2 separate regions of the Anas platyrhynchos genome follow, and region 1 is linked to region 2. The links are chromatin contacts, called in public Hi-C maps. All regions are on one chromosome and are shown on one strand. The core of a region is the stretch at or near the end of the contact, and the rest is flanking DNA. Distances in the headings are between cores, read along the strand shown.

Evidence for each region. A called contact is a pair of places that touch in the nucleus more often than the background predicts.
Region 1: a Hi-C map of subcutaneous adipose tissue shows a contact between it and region 2, with 2.4 times the contacts expected there. The contact joins the promoter of LOC106019221 here to the enhancer-like site in region 2. A contact is called at or near these places in 2 of 8 Hi-C or Micro-C datasets (liver and subcutaneous adipose tissue).

What each region holds. Positions count from the first base shown.
Region 1 is chr16:5,212,047-5,215,037 of IASCAAS_PekinDuck_T2T, forward strand. LOC106019221 reads left to right here and starts at 1,503. Exons shown (of 8, transcript XM_027469886.3): 1 at 1,503-1,577; 2 at 1,965-2,150; 3 at 2,464-2,644; 4 at 2,742-2,853. The coding sequence starts at 1,526. It overlaps GAL3ST1 (galactose-3-O-sulfotransferase 1), which reads left to right. Exons shown (of 3, transcript XM_072024219.1): 3 at 1-932.
Region 2 is chr16:5,144,514-5,147,682 of IASCAAS_PekinDuck_T2T, forward strand. The region is part of intron 2 of OSBP2 (oxysterol binding protein 2); the gene reads right to left. Among named protein-coding and RNA genes, the nearest start is that of OSBP2, 28 kb to the right of the region's middle. Within about 2 kb of position 1,453, at least 1 of the 8 cell types and tissues checked has an H3K27ac peak or open chromatin away from gene starts, as enhancers often do.

The DNA of each region.
Region 1 (2,991 bases), core at 253-2,752, 68 kb after region 2:
CACTTCTTCCTGCCACGTGGAAATGCTGGAGGCAGGATGGGAAGGACAGGTCCCCGTCGTGCCCTTGTCACAGCAATAGACATCCACCACTGCGCCACCAGAGGTGCGCTGTGGGTCGGGCAGTGGTGGGACCCGTGGGGCCAGGTGTGCACGGGTATTCTGGAGCATCACTCCCAGTGGGGGCTGATCTCACCATCCCCTTTCCCTCCAGCCCAGTTTTTGGGGCCCACCACGCTGCTGGGGCTCCCCCAGCCCATGGGTGCATCGAGTGCCACGTGTCCTCAGCGCACCCGTGGCTGTTGGTGCCTGGCACACCATCAGCCCAGACCCAGGAAGCCCCAGCAGGTTTCTAAGCACCATCCACACGTGAATTTGCAGAGCAACAAAACCACCCCAAAAGCCCCAGCCTGTGCCAGCGGCGGTCCCCAGCACGTCCATGCAGGACCCCATGGCAGCAGATCCCCCCCCAGCCCCCTCTTGTCCCAGTTAGAGGGCCCTGTGGTGCCAGTCCCCACCGGGGACATCCCGGGAGGACCACGGGGTCTGGTGAGAACTGGTGTGGGGAGCAGGCGTGGAGCAGGGTCCCAGAGGTGCCAGCCCTGGGTACAAGTGGGACACGGGGACGAGCCACATCATGGGGAGCCCTCGGGTGTCCTGGCCGGGCTGGATGACAATGGCACGGGTAAAGCTGAGAGTGGCCCAGGCCGGGCACCGAGGTGGCACCGTGCGGCTGCAGGGGTGACAGGAGATTGTCACCAGCCCGGGACAGCAGCAGGGAGCCCGGCCCTGCCACTCCCCGGTGTGGTTCGTGTTCTGCTCTGTTTGTAAATGCAAGCAATAAAAAAAAAAAAAAAGAAAAAAAAAAAAAAAGCAATTCTATTTTGTAAGATAATCGGATTGTATATTTGGCAGTTTTTAATACACCAATGGTCCAGCTGGTCTCCGTCGGTCTCGTTCTTCTCCGTGGGAAGGGGATGGGGACAAGAGACAGATCCTGCCCCCCGGCGATGCCCCAGCTCTGCCCCCACCACCGGTGCCACCCGTTAAAGCTCCTCGGCCCGGTGCTCGGAGGCCCTGGGTGCGTGGGGTGATGGCAGGTCCCTGTTGGCTGGGGATGGTGGCACTGGGATGTCACCGAAGGGGCAAGTCCCAAAGATGCCCTTCGGGGAGGGCAGGGAGCAGAGGTTTAGAGGCTGCTCCTGGGACATCCCTGGGTCGGGACAACCGCAGGGAAAAGCCACCACGGTTCCCCGTGACCACAAAAGTTTGTGTTTGTGGAGAAACACCCCTTCCCAGGGCCCCAAATCCCCTCTGAAGCCCCAGCGGGTGTGCACCCAACAGCACAGGCTGGGCTCTCCCTGATCTCCCACGGCTTACAGCAAGGTTTTACTGCAGAGATCACAAAAACAGAGAACCAAAAAAGGGAAAAAAAAAAAAAAAAAAATCAGTGCCAGGTGGGGCCCATTTGCACTCACCTGCTCTTAAATGCCCCCCAACACTGGGGCTGAGCTGTTGCTCTCTGAGGATGGGGCTGTGCTGGTGGGTGCTGGTGTGTGGGGCTGTGCTGGGGGTGGCAGGTGAGTGGGGCTGGGGACCCCTGGCTGCTCGTGGTGGGGGGTGGGTGCCCCATGGTGCTGGTTCCTGATGGCCTCCTGTTCCTGCTGGTACTGGTCCTACTGGGGGAGGTGGTATGGGAGCTCCCTGTCCCTGCAGGTCCATTAGGGGCTGCTCTAGATGGGGCTCCAGGGCTACCCATGGGGTCCCTGGCTGCTGGTGGTGCTCTCCCACACCATGTGCAGCTCCAGACGTGCTCCTGGGGGGTTCTTCACTTGGTGCTGCCCCCACCTCCCCTCTGTGAGCTCTGGAGATATCTGAGGACCTGGGTGTCCTCTCCATCCCTCAAGGATGCTGTTCCCACCTCTCCGTGCTCAGCCTCCCCCTGTTAACTCTCTTCCTCCCTGCAGGGACCCCCACGGCCCCAGCTGCTCCCACATTTTCTGGCCATGTGGCAGTGGCCCCAGTGACATCCTCAGGTGTGGGGACAAAGGTGATGTCCCCAGAACCTGCTGCTGCCACCGTGCCTGGTGGGATTCACGCACAGCCCTGCTCAGAGGAGCCCAGCATGAACTTCACCTTGAGGCTCCTGCACAGTGAGTGCTCTGAGTTGTGTGTTAGGAGGGGCAAGACCCTGGGATGGACCCCATTATGAAGGTTTTGGGGTTCTTATCAGTCTGATGGGTGATGTGGTCCTGTTCTGCTCCTTGGGGTTGAACCAGGAAGGTGCTGCAGGTCTGGAGCCAGGCCAAGGTGACAGCCAACAGCAGGGGGTGGGCTCCAAAACCAGGTTCCTGCCTCACAGCAGTGGGAGCAGAGACCCCTTATGGGCTCGGGATGTGTCCTAAGTCCCCATCTGTGGTGGGACAGGCTCGGGGACGTCGCACTGATCCCATTTTCCTCCTTCAGGGGATCCTGGTGCCACGAAGACGCCGCTGGTGCTCAGCTCTGGTTCTGTCCTCCACCTGGAGGCCAGGGTGGACTTCGGGCCTGGTGTCTCCCCCAGAATCTACGTGGACCAGTGCTACGGGACAGCCTCGGGGTGGCCGGGACACTCCAGGAGGGCCTACGTGGTGGTCAACAGCCAAGGGTGGGTGCTGGGGGCCTGACAGACCTCCTGGTGTGGGGTGGGAGAGGCCCTGGGGTCAGCTTGGAAACGTCCCTGACTTGTTCCTGGGTCTCCCCAGGTGCCTGCACGGCCCGAATCTGGGCAGTGTGTCTGTCCAGCACCAGAGAGGGGCGTCTGTCCTCCAGCTCTCCATCCTGCCCCCCGTGCTGGAGGCTGGGCCCGAGGAGGAGGTGAGGTTGGGGTTGGGGTGAGGTTGAGGAGCGAGATTCCTGGTGGTGGGCCACCTCCTTGGGGTGACGTGGGTGTCCCCAAGGCCTCGTCCCACTGTGGGTGTTCCTGGTCCCAGATACGGAGCCCTGAAGCCATGG
Region 2 (3,169 bases), core at 203-2,702:
CATTTGCCAGCACGCTGGTAGGAAGCGTGGAAAAAGAAATGCATTAAATGAAATGATTTAAATAACACCTCTCCGCTGGGCTCTGGGAGGACAGCTTTCCATCGCCACGTCCCAAATTAGGGACGAGCAGCAGCCGGGGCAGGCGAGCTGGCACCTCCAGCCCACGGAGGACACAACAGCCCGCAGGCTGCTTTGGCACAGCGCTGGCTGCGAGCTCCTCGGCTGGCACCACGTTTCCAGCCCAAGATCTTCAGGGAGATGTGGATTTTTAGCAGCAGAAAGGAGACCGCTTCCAAAAGGAAGAGTTCGACAGAAAGGGCGTACCAACAAAAAGGGCACACGGTCATTTTTTTCCCTCGAAGGCTAACTCATTTCCATCGGACAGGTCTGCTCAAGGTGATGTCCTGCATCACTGCTGGCTTCGTGCAGCTGAAAACAGGCTCAGGACAGGATCTACCCACTCTGTTTCACATTGAAAAGGGAGAATGTCAAAGCCTGAGCCCCTTTACAGGCAGCAAAACCGAGGACCTCTTTTGGGAGACCCCCTTCCATCCCCAAGAAAGAGCAGATGGGGCTGGGAGGCACAAATCTACTAAAATCCAATGCCCCCCTGCACATTTACCAGCAGCCCTGTCACATACCTGGGACCTGCAGCATCACCAGCTCCCTCTCAGCCTGCAGTTCTGTCCCCTCACGCATAAGGAGGATCAAGGCGGCATTAAATTCTGTCACCGAGTTGATTTTCATTTCCTAGGGTGAGAATTTTGGCTTAAAACCTTCTCAGCTCCTTGGGAATGATAAATTCCCACTCTGCTGACCACCCATGCCCTGCAAGCAAGCCATCTCTTTCAAGGACTTGCGTGCTAAAAGCTCACCTGTTTTAATCCTCTGTGTTGGTTCTCTTGAAATTGCCCCACAAGCAGCAACCGCTGCACTTGTCAGACACATGCTTGGTGCATTCTCACACTGAGCTGATACTGAAATCGAGGAGCTGAGCACTGAGCTGGGGGAGCAAAGCCAAGCCCCGTGCCACCAGGCAGGCTCAGCAGCTCCTTCCCAGCCCCAGATCCCCACCGTGGGGAGCGGGGCAAACTCAGCACCCTGCCGGATCGCTGGGATGAGCGGCTGCGGTGTGGCACTGGGTTTCAGCACCGGGAGGAGGAGGAGGAGGAGGGCTGCAGGAGCGCGCGGCACCACGAGGTGCCAGCACAGGCTGGGCAGAGGAGCTGCTGAAGGATAGCTGAAAAGGCAACGACAGTGAGCAAACCTTCAGCATGTCCCTCTGTGGGGCTGTCCCCTACCCAAAAGCTCCAGAAACCTCATGAGGGATCCTTGGTGACGAGAGCCTCATGCTGCCAGCCCTCCTCCAGGCAATGGGAACACGGGGTTTGTGGAGGAGACGTGGAGGAGATGTGCCAGGAGAGGGCAACCTGCCACCGCAGCATCGCTCCAGCAAAGCGCCAGCACCCAGCTCGAGCCTCAGCCGTGGCACCCACACAGCTATGTCCACGGAGAGCAGCGTGCTGCCACCACCACGGCTTTTTTCTAGGTGGTTTAGGGTCATTTTGGTGGAGTTTCTCATTCCCTTGGGCCCCTGCAGCAGACGCAGTGCCCTAAGTGACTGCAGAACACCTAAATGGCCTCTTCACCCATCCCAAGGGACACAGTCCATCCCCCAAGGATGGAGCCCGAACAGTGCTCCCCAGGCACAGCCTGGCAGCCTCCAGCTCCCTGCGCGCTGATGCGGTCAGGTCCTATCCCTGCTTTGGCAGGGGGGTTGGACCCAATGATCTCTTGAGGTCCCTTCCAACCCCTACAAACCTGTGATCCTATCCCCATGAGTCCCAGTTCACTGAAATTCACCAAAGCAGCGCCACCAGACTAACCCAGAATAAAAACATTTCCCTTCCCACATTGAGCTCAAATCGAATTCTCCATTTTGCAGGTGTGCTGCAGAAGCTGACGTGCTCAGGTGGACAAAAACTGAAGCAGGAGGCTCCCTCGCAGCCATTCGTGACTGAATGACTTATTTCTAATTAGAATTGTTATTATTTTCAGACCTAAAAATTGATTTTCCTCCGATAGCCTTTCTCTGTGCCAGGAGAAAAAAAAAAACAGCACTTGCAAATCATAAGTGCCTAATAACACAGAAATACACTGAGCCACGTATTTGAGCTGGAAACACTCCTCCTTGCCATGTCCAAGGCATGCTCCCACTTGCACAAAAGCCCCTGCCTGGGCCAGTTTCAGCCAGCTCCAAAGGGACCTGCCGCTGGCCAGAGCCAAGCCAGTAAGTGATGTTGGTTGGGCCTCTGAGAGAGCAGATTTAAGAAGGAAAAAATAAAAGGAAAAAAAAAAAAAGAAGGAAAAAAAAAAGGGGGGGGACAGAGAGTGGTTGTGGTGGAGCTCAGAGCACTCAGAGCAGGAAGAAACCACCACACGTGGGAACTGTGCCACTAACAGCACCAGGAAAGCCCCCCAGATGGGATGGGTGCAGAAAAGCCCAGGTGTCAGATTTAAGCGTCTCCAGACACCGCTGCTTGGGGCCCTTGATGCCAGCAGTACCTGCAGCACAAGGCAGCTCCACCACATCCTCCCTGGAAAATAAAAAAAAAAAAAAGGACCCACGTTTGGCAGAGGCTCTGATGCTCCTCACCCTACACATGCCAGGAACTAGCAGCTGTTTGCTTCGTTGCTCGCTGCTGCCGCAGGCTCCCCCCAGACCCTACCTGCTATAAATAAGCGTAGAGCCTGTGCTCAGCACGCACTGTGCTCGGTGAGCTGCTGCTCGTGAACCTACATGGCACAGGTTCGTGAAGGAGCTGCTGTAGGTGCAGGACATCAGTCATCAGGCCTGGAAGTCCAAGGGTAAGGTTAAATCAGAGCTGGGCCCAGCAAACCCTGGCCCTGGGGATCAGCAAGGAAGCATCCTCACCGACTCGCGTCCCAGCTGCAGCTATAAGTCAGCAAGATGACAGACTAAGCTAATTTTAGCAGGCACAGCGAATGAAGCAGCACATCCCTCCCGCTCCTGCCAGGCGCAGAGAAGCAGCTTTCAGAGCGCAGGGAACAGGGTGAGGAGCCCAGACTCTGGAAGAAGAGACAGGCAGCAGGGATGAGCACGAGGGCGGCTCTGCAAGGCCAGAGGCACGCTTTGAAGATCCAGCCT